Regions from separate parts of the Mus musculus genome. Here regions 1 and 2 are each linked to region 3. A link is a contact called in public HiChIP or PLAC-seq and promoter capture Hi-C data. All regions are on one chromosome and are shown on one strand. Each heading gives the region's core, a stretch centred on a gene start, on an enhancer-like site or on the middle of the called end of the contact. The rest is flanking DNA. Distances are from core to core; before and after follow the strand shown.

Region 1 (4,239 bases), core at 195-2,694, 290 kb before region 3:
ACCTACAGCCCCCCTCAGGTTATACAGGCTTCCCAGAGGAACTGAGAGAGTCACTTCACTTTTCATTGTGAGTCATTTTCCTCCTTCCATAGACTCTGAGACACGCCACATCACCACCATGTCACCAGCATGCCACCACCATGCCACACCAACCAAAACTTCTAGAGACCAACTTCTAGAGAAACAGAAAGCATTTCATGCCAGGGCCCCATCCCCACAGTTTTGACAGCCAGATGCCTTAACGTAACAAAGCCCTGAAGGGTCTAGCTTCAGACTCCCCTCAGTTCATAGAGAAACTAGACTAGCCAATCCAGGGAGCTGAAGTAATTGTAGGTGACCTCCTAAATGTCATGCGCTGTTGAGAACATCAGGCCTTCCTGAGGCCAGGCTAGAGCACTCTTAAGGAGGCCTATCCCTCTCTGAGTGACAGTTCTCATTTTATTCTTCTTAGACCAAAAGATTCTATGGTTAGTGGCTGTGTCTTCAGCCCAGAAGGACCAGAGACGAGTTAGGAAGGCGCAGACTCTGGGCTGGGGTGCAGATGGTCTTCCCTCCCCGGCCGGATGACAGGTTGGCAGGTAATAGAAGGCTGAGCTGAGCTGAGCCACCATGGGGGAAGCAGAAGTCAGTAAGTTCCTTCTCAGACCCCAGTCTTTGAGCCTCCCGTTTTCAACTGGATCCACGGCCCTTTTGTAACTCTTGCCACAGTAGTAGCTTGAGATAGAATATGGCTTCCCTGGGACAGGACACAGTTTGTTCTGCACACTGGGATGGTGCAGCTGGTTATGGGCCTCCTGCCAGAGCAAATTTGGGGTGTCCGTGCTGGGAAGAGGACCTGACTGACCTCTCTTCCTGATCTCAGCTGAGGTGGGAGGAGAGGGACATGCATTCCCCCTACCAACACTGAAGTTACTAGAAACAAACCTTTATCATCTTCGGGGATTTGAAAAGGGCAAATCAGGTCCAAAGATTTCTGACTCTGACTCCCCCCCACACACACACACAAACACACATAGCCCCCTCTCTTATTCCCAAACACAGAGGCTTCCTTCCCTACAGCAGCCAGGAGCACCCACCCTCACCCCAGACTTGTTTATCTAGATAGACTGTTGTGACAGACACATAGGCGCCTGGGTGCTGGGAAGACATAAACCAACCCTCCGTTCTGCAAAGCTCCCAAGCAGCCCAGCCCCCACCGTCCCGGGGGCTGGGGATTTGAGGGGGGGGAGGCGAACCCTACTCACATCGTCCCACTTGATGAAGCGCTCCCCTTGGCTCAGATATGCCTTCACGTTAGGGGGCAATAGAACAGGGTTGAGCAAAGACATGATGTCAAGTGTCCCTCTTTGGAGAGGTTGGGCAAACCTCTCCAGGGGACAGGAGAAGAGAAGGAAGAAGGGTGAACAGGAGAGGAAGCTTAGGCTAGGCTCACATGGCACCCGCCCAGTACTGGTCCGGAAGTCGGGTGCTCTTATAGCCTGCGGGGTGGCAGTAGCTGGATGCAGGACTCAGAGCTTCAGGCCAGGGCCCAGTTGATCTGCCTTGTAAATCAGCCTCCTCCTCCTCCTCCTCCTGAAGCCGGGGGCTGCAGTAGCTGTTTTGCCCAAGGGGGCTGAGCTCCCCTCCTGGGAGTTCCTCCCCCACCCCCTGCCTCAGCACTTCCTGCTCTGGGCTTCCTTCTCTGGGCTGCTGTGAACTGAGGGGCGGGCTATGAGATCTAGAAATGTTGGGGCCAGGACCCCGTTACAAAGACAGGCTTTACTCAGATTTACACACCCCCCCCCCCCGCCAATGGAAGAAAGTGATATATCATGGAGGGGGGTGGGAGATACCATTCCTGAGCCTTGGGCTGAGGCAAGAACACAAACAGTTCTTTAGGAAAAGGGTCCTCCACAGAGCAGGGGTTCTGTCCTCAGAGGGCGGGATCTGGAAGTGGGAGTCAGGGATGGGCCGGGTCCCAGCTGGCACTGAGTGTTTTGAATAAGCAAAGTCTCTCGGACACCCAGCTCCTCTTTCTCAGTGCTTCCTCCCCATGAAAATGAGAGCCAGGTGAGGCAGTATGCCTCTCACCCATGACACTTCTCTGCATCTTTGAACCTTTCAATGAATACCTAAAAACTCCACTGCCCAGCAGCTGCCTCACAGCCTAAGAGGCCCTTTGCTGCCGCCAGCACTGGAGTGTTCCTTCATGCACTGTGTTGCCTCACACACAGATCCTGGAGGAGAGAGGTTCTGAGAGGCAGACCAGAGCCTGCTCTAGCCCCCTGTTCAGGGTTTAGCCCACTCTAACCCAGTTCGGTTCTAGGTGTTGTGATCCTTACATCGTCCATATCTATCCCAGAGGCTCAGTTCCAGCCCAGCTCAGGCCCCAGTCACTTCCTCTTACCTAATAATGCACTCTTATCAAATGGCTTAGCACCGTTGGGGAGGCTAGAAGCTTAACCCATGATTTCCTTCCCCTCTGAGGCCCTGGCCTTCTGCAACAGGTCCCATCAGGGGTCTGTGTGCCACCCCTGACAACTGTGAACTACCCTCTCCAGGCCCTGGAACTACTGGCTAGGAGCCAGTGCATGAGAGTAGGGGCGGGCAAGAGAGAACAGGTTTAGATGAACAGGTTAGTTAGGGTTAGTGAGAATCAAAAGGTAAACTGTGGGTCTCTGGCACTAGAGGGATGGGGTCAGGAGTTCAAGACTAGGCTACAAGAGAGCCTGCCCACCTCCCACCCCACCCCCAATAAAAGTAGTGAACTTCTCAAAGAAAGCTAGCTTAGAAATTAATTGTCCCCAGAAAAGCAATTCTAAGACCAGATCTGAATGAACGGCCTGGAAACCGGCTCCCAAACTCCTGCAGGTGACAGGTGTTCCAACCCCTCCCTCAGTGTCTCTCCTCAAGCCCTGCCTTCAGCCTTGGATCTCCCTGGGAGACTCCTGGGAGCCCCTGCACATCTGGCTGTCTCTGTGGGATCAGGTTTCCTGTCTGTTTGAATGAATTTTGCAAGGGAAATCCCTGCCCCTTCCCAAAGCCTACACCTGTCACCTGCACGGAGCTAGTCCCCATTTCCAAGTTCCTCCTTCCTGTCTTGCCTGCAGCCATAGGCCTGGAAGAAAGCCTAGAAGGGAGGAGGGGTGTCTCTGTTCCTCCTTCAAAGAATTCTGGGTTCTTTGCACCTTCCATCTCTGGCCCTAAGCCCACAGAAGAGAAACTTTATATCCATACCCATTGATGGCATCCCCTGGACAGGCTCTGGGATTCCTGACTGTAGTAACATCAGTGGCGCTCACCTGCTAAATCTGGATGCCAGCCAAAAGAGCAGCAAGCTATTTGAAAGACCTTTACTGAAGAGGGGTTTCCTCTTTTAAAAATATATATACATTGCCCAGCATGGCAAAACACGTCTGTAGTCACAGCTCTTTGGGGGACAAGCTGGAAGATTGTTAGAACGCTGGAGTTCAAGTTTTAAAAATATTAAGTTGACAAAGGAAGAAAAAAAAAACCGTAATGTCAATAATAGTAGAGTGGTCGTGGCTGAAGGAAGAGAAGAAGTCTCAGGAATACATTTGGGAAGTTAGCCTTGGACTGACTCTTGGGCCTTGTGGATTGGAAGGCTTCCCCTTGGCGGGAGGCCAATCTAACCCCCCAGGGTGGAGAGTGGAAGGGCAAGGATGCCCCCTGCTGGGCTCATGGGAAAGCTGAGCCTGATAGGGAAAGAGGCAGACTCCTGAATCAGCCACTCCAGGAAGTCGCTGGTAGATCTGTGTCACTGCGCTTGACAGGTGGGAGCTGTGGGCTGCAGGCAGGGAGGGAGCTTACACTCAACAGCTGTCTCTGCAGGGGTGCAGAGGGGAGGAGGTCCCAGTCCCAATCCCAGCTCGCCCAGCTCACTGGTGGCACTGGACTCATGGGGTGACTGGGTTTCCAATCTGCTCACCAGAGAAGTTCAGGGGTGGAAGCTAAACTCTTATCTTCAGGTGCCAGAATTACTGGCCAGGTGGATAATTTTCTCACCTGATGCAGTGGGATTCAGGAACAGGGAGGCACCTTGTGTATTGGGTTGGGGGCAATGGCTACTTTGCTCCTGTCATGGAGAGGGATCCGTTGTGGCATCCTCTGAAGCCTGTTTTCCACACACTGTTCTATGAACCCAGCCAATTACTGAGTAAGTCTATCTGGTGATGCTCACCTTTTAAAGCACCTCATCTTTCTCACCTGTATAGTGGGAATACCTCACTATACAGGTAC
Region 2 (4,489 bases), core at 811-3,310, 280 kb after region 3:
AAGTTCTAGGCCAGCAAAGGCTAGAAAAAATTAAATTAAATTAAAAAAATAAAAATAAAAAGAAGAAGTCCAGAGTCCTGCAAGCCTTTGAGCCTTGGCGTAGGTCCTTCACTGGGGGTGAGGCAGGTTTTGCTTGTTTCCTTCTCTGACTATAAATGTTTAGAGATTACAGTCCCTCTTCCTAAATCCTGGAGCTAATCTCACCTCTGGCTGGCAGGTGGCGCTGCTGCTCACGGAATTCATCCAGTTTTGGCACCTTGGGGCACAAATTCTCCAACACTAACTAGGTCTTACTAATGCTTCTTCGGCCATTTCCTTCCTAGTGGTTGCAAGAATTTTCTAGAAGTGCCTGATGCCTGGTCAGGTTCTAGGCCCTTAATTCTTTCTCCAAGTGTTTTTTATGAGCGTATGTTACATATAACAGGGGTGCCTTGAGTCACACTCACCTACTTTCCATGTCTCCCACTAGTTCTCCTCCCCCTCTGCCTCTTCCTCCTCCTCCTCTTCCTCGCTAGTCTTCCTCACTTCCTCTATTACATCTGTATTGTGTGAGGGGAGCATACATGCTGAGTTCCAGTGCCTGGAATGTAGGCTGCCAACCACCACCTTTCCTTCTGCTCTTCCTGCCACTTCTGTAGTCTTCCCTGGGCCTTGAGGAGGTGTGGCCTGACTCTCATTTATAGCTGTAAGTCCCTCATTCTCTCCAGTGGCTCTCACACATTCTGGATTTTGCTTGCCCTTCCGAAAGACTGGATCCCCTGCCAGGCTGGGCCTGGCTTTGCTGTAGGCACTGTGGAGCTCTGTGGCACTTGACCTGTTTTCTCCTTACCTTGCTCCTGTGACTTTGCCTGTCCTCACCCCGAGACAACACTTTCTTAGTTTTAGTTGGGACCAGAAGCTACATCCTGGGACATCCTGGAGTCAGGTCTTTCAGGGACAGCCTTTGCCCTCTGGACAGGTGTTCACAGTGCATTGTCTGACTGGATTGATATGAATTAATCAGCTGGCCCAGGATGTAAGAACGTGAGTGAGTGTTCCTGTCCCTAAGCAGGCGGCCAGCTGACCTAGCTTATAAAATGACCCTTTTCTCCTCCAATGTAATCCTGTGTCAGAATTGTCTCTGGTTCTAACTGTATCTGGCCCCCTAGAGCAGTAAGGTCTCCCATGGTCTCTGCCAGCCCAGAGGGCTAAGCTACCTACACAATGACTCACAAAGATCCTGTCTTCTAGATGCAAGGATAGCAGGTGCGGGGAGGCACCCTCTGTCTAGTAGGTATCCTAATCCTATTCTCTCAAGGAAGATTTGGGAGAAATTTCTTCTCCATGTGGCTCCAGACCCCTTCACACTTATAGATAATAGGAGCACCGTGGTCAACGTGGTTTTAAGTAGAAAGCCTTGGTCTCCCACCAAACTGATTGCTTGCTTGTGGTTTAGATAAAACAGCTTGGAACTGCTGTCTTCGTACATAATGGGGCCTAATACATGTTAGTTAAACAAACACTGCCCTATTGCTCCCTTCTCCCGGAGGGTTTTGCTCAAGCGGCCTGGGACGCCCCTGCCCCTTCTGTCTTATACTAAACAGCCCATCTGGTCTTAGGCTGCTTCCTCTTTCCTGGGAAAAGGCCCCAGCCTTCCCTGGCACTGATAGAATGGGGTTCCGGTGAGTCAGGGCAACGGGAAGCCACAGCTCTTAGATCCCTGGAAACCAAGCAAAACTTGGAATAGAGAGCAGAGAGAAGGCCCTTGGGGCTCTGGCCCTAAGCCTGGGGAGGGGCCAAAGAAGGAGGGGGAGGGAACAGTTGTGTAGGCAGGGGCCAAGATGAATGAGCTGCCTCTGGAGCCTGGAAATAGGAGGTCACTGGAAATAGGAGGAGTGGCCACAGGCAGTGACGCTGAGACCAGGGCAGGAGGCCTGTAAACAAGGAAGCCACCTGGGGGAGATCGAGGGCGGCCGCTGGTCCTGGGGAGCAGGTGCTTCCTGAGGCCCGCCCTTGACAGGGCCCTAGGGGCCGCCTCACCAGTTGTCAGTTGTCCTTAGGCACTAGGGGGCGCTGTGGACTGGCGTCCACACAGAACTGCTCTCAAGCAGCGCTTCTAAGGGGTGTGGCCAACGGAGGGTGTGCCCAGCCAGAGCCCTAAAGCCACCCCCACCCTCCCACCCGAGCTGCCCTCCCTACTGTCCCCAAAGTGTACTGGCCAAGGGCACCAGCCCAGACACTAAAGGAGCAGGGCTCAGCCTGGGTGTGAGCTTATTTCTCCGTGGATACCAATTCTCTGGTTCCTGCCCCTCCTCTCTAAGGCTCAGGTCTCAGGCCAGAGCCTGGCACCAACTCTGTTGGTTGGGAGGGGGCTCAGAAGCCACCAAGCTCCTGGCTGCCCTTGGCGCTGCTCCCCCATCCTCTGGCGCCAGGGAAACAAAAGATTAGGGGCCCAGAGGGACTTATCTGGCCCCACCACCACTGGGTGGGGGGAGGGGGCAAGAGGGGGCACACCTCTCCTCTCCTCCAGCACTACTGATTCTTCGAGACACTTTCACAGGCGGAAATTCCCAGAGGTCAGAGGAGGGAAACGGTTAATTCCTTTTATTCAATGGCCCCCCTCTCCACACCACCCCCTAGCTTCCTCCCTCCACTTCCCGCCCCCCCCTGTGTGAACAGGAAGTGGAGAGGAAAAGGCTCTGAGCAGAGCAGCTGGGAGCAGGAGGCAGGGAGGGAGTGGGCAGCAGGCCCGGTGCCAGCCCTCCCCTCATGGTTGTTTGTTGGAGGGGGGAACACTGTGGCTGTGTATAGAACCTGAAATCTCGATTGGCAAGGGGCACCTGAACTAGGGCAAAGCCCAGCCTCCAAGCCCCTGCCCTCCAACCTGTTGTCAGGCCAGAGACTGGTGTCCTGCCAGTGCAAGCCACCCTTTGCCCAAACCCTGGCTGCCTTGGCCACTGTATCTTACCCATGCTGCTGGGCTGGTTACCTCAAGGCTGGAGGGCAGCAAGCAATTGTACAGCCTCCAATCCTGGCACAGGGCTCCACCAACTCAGCCCCTTGGCCCTGCCAGTCCTTTGAAGCTCAGTCAAAGCTTCCTGTTTGGGGCAGGCGATGCCAAGGCCCCTCCCCCACCATTGTTCTGTAGAGACCATAGGTCCATCTGTTGCCCCCATGGTGGGGCCCCTAGGCAGTACCACACGGGAGCAGAACCACAAAAGACCCTGCTGGCAGCTTTTCTCATTGGGAGCAAGACTGTCCCCACAGCAGGTTGAGGATAAACAGCCTTCGGAAGCAGGCCCTAGAGGGGCTGTGGGATAGGAGGATGCCAGTGAGTAGCTCTGGAGCATGGTGGGCATCTCCTGCCCTCTGCTTCCTCCTACACCTGCGCGTGGAGAGGAGGAGGTGTGAGCCGCCAGGAAAGGGTCAACATTTTCCTGCCCAGATTTCAAATGGGAAAACTGACTGATGGAGGGGGCAGCCTTTGATGGAAGAGATGCCTCATGGCTGGTGGCTTCCTCTCCCTGAATAGCGTAGCCTTTGCTCAGTTCTTGCCTTGAAGTGATCCTTGAGGCAAGCAGCCAGTACCCATTCCCAGAAATCACAGAATGTTAAACGACCCCAGGTTGGTGGCCAGCAACTGATGCCCACTGAGACCAAGCCAAGGCAGGAAAAGGGAAAAGGTCCTGATTTGGCTCTCAGGACAGTGGGTACTGTTCCTGGTTCCCAGGCTGCTGTGGCCAAATGTGCTTCCCAGACACATAGCAGGTGCCACATTGTCTCTGCATCTCCCTCTTGCTCCTAACTCCCTACCATGGGCTAATTTCACATTGTAGGCTGTTTTCCCCCTCACTTCTCCATAGGAGTTAAAACTCTAAGGTCTACCCCACATCTCTCATCATATCCCCAACTCAGAACTCATCCTGCTCCTGCCTCTCAGAAGCGGCCAGAGCCCTGGAACCTTAGCTAGTGATGTGGAAACTCACCCTCAAAGGGTTTCTGTTCTCTTCTTCCACCATGTGTTCCCGGGGATCAAACCCAGGTTGTCAGATTTGGTACCCAGCACTTTTATCCACTGACCCTCATACTCGGCTTCCATCAGCAGCCAAGGAGGCTTGAGCTGAGGGCTAGGGAGGTGATCCAGAAAGAATAGGTAGAAACCTTTCCCCTGGGTTTATCAGCCTAACCACACCCTGAATACAGTTCTTTTCTCCTGCAAGAGGAGACTATAACTGACCTTCAACAGCCAATAGAAAGCTTCACTGAGTGCAGCAGAGCCTGGTTGGTACCTGAGCAGTCCAGGTGCCCCTTTTCTCGAGGCCCATAGCAACTTTTTTTTTTAAGATTTATTTATTTTTTCATGTATGTGAGTACACTGTCACTGTCTTCAGACACCAGAAGAGGACATCGGATCCCATTACAGATGGTTGTGAGCCATCATGTAGTTGCTGGGAATTGAACTCAGGACCTCTGGAAGAGCAGCCAGTGCTCTTAACTGCTGAGCCATCTC
Region 3 (4,368 bases), core at 1,049-3,548:
TGTCGGACGTGGTGGCGCAGGCCTTTGATCCCAGCACTCAGGAGGCAGAGCCATGCAGATTTCTGAGTTCAAGGCCAGCTTGGACTACAAAGTGAGTTCCAGGACAGCCAGGGCTATACAGAGAAACCCTGTCTCGAAAAACAAAACAAAACAACAACAACAAAAAATGTAACCATCATCAGAAAGTAGAAGAGGCTGTAGGATGATATAGTTGAAATTAACTATATGATATCTGATGCCTAAATCATAGTCAACTGTTGGCTGTGGTCAAGTAACAAATCCAACCCAAACTTAACGATGTAACATTTGGCTTGCCCGTAAATTTTTCAGGGTTTAGCAGAAACTGCTTGTCTTAATTCCACTTAGTGTTAAGTAGGCCTGATTAAAGGCCAAGAATGAAAATAATTTGAGTGAATGGGGGGGGGGGGAGGAAGGGAGGAAGAGAGGAGGGTGAAGAGAGGAGAAGGGGAGGGAGGAAGGGAAGGTGGGAGGAGAGGAGGATGGGAGGAAGGGAGAAGCACACAGAAAAGTGTACAACTTGGCCTCAGAACTTAGCACCTCTTGTGCTGTGCTCTGTTAGCAAAACAGTGACATAAAGGTCTGCCAAGTTCAAAGGGAGAGAATATTGACCCGACATCTCAGTGGAGGAGTGTATAATCACCCTGTAGTGTGAACACATGAGATGTGATATACTGAACCAGCCATCATTGGAAAATACAATTTGCCGCATATAATTCCAGTTGTCGTGGAACAGGAAGAAAATAACTTAAAATAAATCAAGTTAGAAAAAACAAACAAAACAAAACCACAAGCCCTGTCCTTATAGAGATATATTTATCACGTCTGAACGGGGATAATTTGTACATCTTCCATCAATGTAACCAGGTCATGTCCAGGGTATCATAGCCAACTTTCTAGATGCAAACCTGATGTTGTCACTGCCCTTCTTTAACCGGCCATTAGCTCCTCTTCCCTGAAGCCCTCCACACGGCCTTGCTGTATTAGCATCTCTTGTTTTGGCGCCTTCTTTGCTCTCTATGCTCCACTGAACAACGTTCTCAGGATCCTTCAAACACCCTTTCGCCTAAGCTCTTTGTACACACTTAGGCTCCCCTATACTCTCTCTCTTTTAAAAAATATTTATTTATTTTTTTTTATTTAATATATATGAGTGCACTGTAGCTGTATAGATAGATGGTTGTGAGCCTTCATGTGGTTGTTGGGAATTGAATTTAGGACCTCTACTTGCTCAGGTTGGCCCCGCTCGCTCAAGTCAAACCACACTCAGTCCGGTCCAAAGGTTCATTTATTATTATGTCTAAGTACACTGCAGCTGTCTTCAGAGGCACCAGAAGAGGGCGTCAAATCTCATTACCAGTGGTTGTGAGCCACTATGTGGTTGCTGAAATTTGAACTCAAGACCTTCGGAAGAGCAGTCAGTGTTCTTACCCGCTGAGCCGTCTCGCCAGCCCCCACCCCACCCCCATACTCTTAACACTCTATTTCTTCCTGCTCCGACTGGTTCTTCTGCAGTGGCTTCCTTAAGTGGCCTTTCTCCAACACCTGCCACCAGCTGGCCTAGGGCTCTCATCTCTCCTCTGCAGGTGCTCAGAAGTGCCCTGTACTTACATTTCCTTCTGTTGGGGTTCTACTTTATTTACCACCACACCCAGTGCCTGGAGCAGGACAGAGGCTCAGCACACGATGGTTGGCTGAATGGATCTCTGCCTTAAATAGTCTACTGCTAGGCTCGAGTAAACAGTGCTCCCACAAACTATGACTACAATGACAGCGTCCTGTCTCGACTCCTGTAACTGAAATAGAGCCGATGCTGCGTGAGGTCGTCTGAAGAAAATGTGAGCAGTTTTATGTGGCTTGGGGAGGCAGGATGGAAGATGTGGCTCAGGGCATCTTTCCTCTTCCAGCAATCATCTGGTTAGGCAGGCCTGCCTGAAAGGGACACACCTTGGCAACAGTTGGTGGGATACTTGTTTATGCTGTGTGAACGTCCGGAGCCTATTTCTGGAGCAGGTACTGGATGCAAGCCTGTGCCATTCCAGCACTGACCTTGCCAAGCCCTGGGTGATGAGTACATACGCCAGAAAAAAAAAAAAAAACAGTGCCAGTCACTTACTTCCCTGGCTCCCACCCAACCTTCCCTGCATCTACCAGGTCATTAATGCCTTATCCCTGGCTGGTAATTACCTCCCGTGACTGAGGCTGAGCGCTATCACTGCGGTTGCTCTACCGTGTCCTTCAGTAAGGACACGGAAGGAAGCTGGGTGACGAGGCTCTCCCCAACACTCGCACTTCACCGATTTAAGGAAGTTCTCCCTAGAGCTTCGGGGTGAAAGGAACCAGATGAGTGTTTTAGGCCAATCTTATCTTTCCTATGGTTAGTCTAATTACTGAAAGGGAACTGGAACACAAAGAGGTCATTTGACTTATTTATGACCACACAGTAAGCCACAGGACAAAGATAGCACCCCAGATGCCTGGTTTCAAATTTAGTGCCCCTTCAGGAGCTTAAGACAATTCTATATGAGTACAGAGTTGGCTTCAGGAGCTGATGTCAGATTCGGTGTAGGTTAATGGGGTTTCACTTATTAAAATAATAAATAAATAAAATTAATAAAATACTTAGGTAAGTGACCATAGCTAAAACTTGCTGATTTTTTTTTTTTTTTTTGGTTTTTCGAGACAGGGTTTTTTCCTGTGTAGCTCTGGCTGTCTTGGAGCTCACTTTGTAGACCAGGCTGGCCTTGAACTCAGAAATCCACCTGCCTCTGCCTCCCAAGTGCTGGGATTAAAGGCATGCGCCACCACGTCCAGCACAGCTTTGCTGAATTCTTAATCAAGATGGCTGGAGCTCTGAGCCCTTCCTCTCACACCTCCAGCAGGTTTTCTCAGAATCAGTCTTCTGCCTTCTCAGACCACAACGTCTGTGTTCTGCTTGTTGTTGTTGTTGTTTTCAACATGTATTTTTTTTATCTGTCTGTAGGGGGGGATGGTGCCCCCAGAAGCTGTAAGTGGGTGTTGGATCCCCTAGGGTTGGAGTTACAAGCAATGGTACGCTGTCTGGTGTGGGCACTGAGAACTGAGCGCAGGTCCTCTGCAAGAGCAGCCAGTGCTCATAACTGTTGAGCCATCTCTCCAGCCCCCAAATGTCTATTTCTGAGGTAGAAAATAGGAGGTAGAGAAAAGAAAAAGCTAAGATTTTTGCCTTAATTATAGAACCACTACTTTTGGCTATAAAAGACTGTCTTACGGTCCCTAGGACCAGCTGCTCTTTGGTAGAGTTCCTCTGAACCTTACTTGTTTTCTTCCTTCTCGTTCCGGAGGAGGAATGGTTTTCTTTTATGATATGGGATGAAGAAAAATCTTAGCTTTTTTCTTTTACTCCTCCCCATGTAGCCGAAGCCATTAGTTGGCCCCAGAGGAATAGAGAGGTCTGTCATCTGGCTTCCAGAGAGAGGGGGGGGGCAGCTAGAGAGCCTGGGGCAGCACTGGATTCTATCAGTGTTCAGGCTTCCCAAGGTGCCACCAAGGGCCACCTTTTATATCAAATATATCCAACTCACCAATAGTAGCAGGAATAGAGCTGACACTGGTAGTTAACGACAAAAGAGCTGAGAAAAGTATATCTGGAAATGATCAAGCATTTCTGCCATTAAGCAAGTATACGGTATGACCTACCTGGCTCCTATCCTCCTCAATATGGCAAATACTTTGATTTGGAAATGAGCAAGTGTTCTCTAAAAAGTTTTAGGCATGGTTCCTATCATATCTTATCGTCACTGTCACCGAGGAGCCACAGCCCCAGAATCTTAGCACAGAATGTTTCAGTGTAAACTGTCAGAAACGTGTTAAAAACTAGAGACCTGGGACTGGAGAGATGGGTCAGCAGTTAAGAGCATTTATTGCTCTTGCAGAAAACCTGGGTCCACCCAGCATCCACATGGCACCTTACAACTGCTGGTAACGTCAGTTGCAAAGGATCCAATATCCTCTTCTGGTGACCGTGGGCTCTTGCTCATACATGGTATACATAAACCCACACAAGCAAAGGACATACACATAAATAAAACAAATAAGAAAATCAGAAAATCTTTTCTTTTTTTACATTTATTTTTATTTATTTTATGTATATGAATATTCTATCTGCATTTACACCTGCCTGCCAGAAGAGGGCATCAGACCCCCATTACAAATGGTTGTAAGCGACCATGTGGTTGCTGTGAATTGAACTCAGGACCTCTGGAAGAGCAGCCAGTGCTGCTGAGCCATCTCTCCAGACCCCAATCTCTTCCTTTTTTGAGACTGAGTCTCTCTGTGTAGCCCTGGCTATCCGGGAACTTGTTATGGTCA

Evidence for each region. Promoter capture Hi-C pulls out the DNA fragments that hold promoters and counts their contacts. HiChIP or PLAC-seq counts read pairs in DNA pulled down with a chosen protein or histone mark.
Region 1: a promoter capture Hi-C map of the C10 cell line shows a contact between it and region 3, with 4 times the contacts expected there. The contact joins the promoter of Plcb2 here to the enhancer-like site in region 3. A contact is called at or near these places in 6 of 39 promoter capture datasets (the 3T3-L1 cell line, the C10 cell line, the HPC-7 cell line and 2 more) and 2 of 115 datasets of contacts at active chromatin or transcription factors (bone marrow-derived macrophages and memory CD8 T cells).
Region 2: a contact with region 3 is called in an H3K4me3 HiChIP or PLAC-seq map of bone marrow-derived macrophages, with 3 times the contacts expected there. The contact joins two enhancer-like sites. A contact is called at or near these places in 2 of 484 Hi-C or Micro-C datasets (both in embryonic stem cells) and 1 of 115 datasets of contacts at active chromatin or transcription factors (bone marrow-derived macrophages).

Annotation. Positions count from the first base shown.
Region 1 is chr2:118,726,994-118,731,232 of GRCm38.p6, forward strand. It overlaps Plcb2 (phospholipase C, beta 2), which reads right to left and starts at 1,445. Exons shown (of 32, transcript NM_177568.2): 1 at 1,245-1,445. The coding sequence starts at 1,328.
Region 2 is chr2:119,298,286-119,302,774 of GRCm38.p6, forward strand. Vps18 (VPS18 CORVET/HOPS core subunit) reads left to right here. Exons shown (of 5, transcript NM_172269.3): 5 at 1-168. Among named protein-coding and RNA genes, the nearest start is that of Vps18, 12 kb to the left of the region's middle. Within about 2 kb of position 2,061, at least 144 of the 459 cell types and tissues checked have an H3K27ac peak or open chromatin away from gene starts, as enhancers often do. A contact at or near this core is called in bone marrow-derived macrophages, where this site is marked.
Region 3 is chr2:119,013,658-119,018,025 of GRCm38.p6, forward strand. Ccdc32 (coiled-coil domain containing 32) reads right to left here. Exons shown (of 4, transcript NM_199310.2): 4 at 4,122-4,368. Among named protein-coding and RNA genes, the nearest start is that of Ccdc32, 14 kb to the right of the region's middle. Within about 2 kb of position 2,299, at least 92 of the 459 cell types and tissues checked have an H3K27ac peak or open chromatin away from gene starts, as enhancers often do. A contact at or near this core is called in the HPC-7 cell line, bone marrow-derived macrophages and memory CD8 T cells, where this site is marked.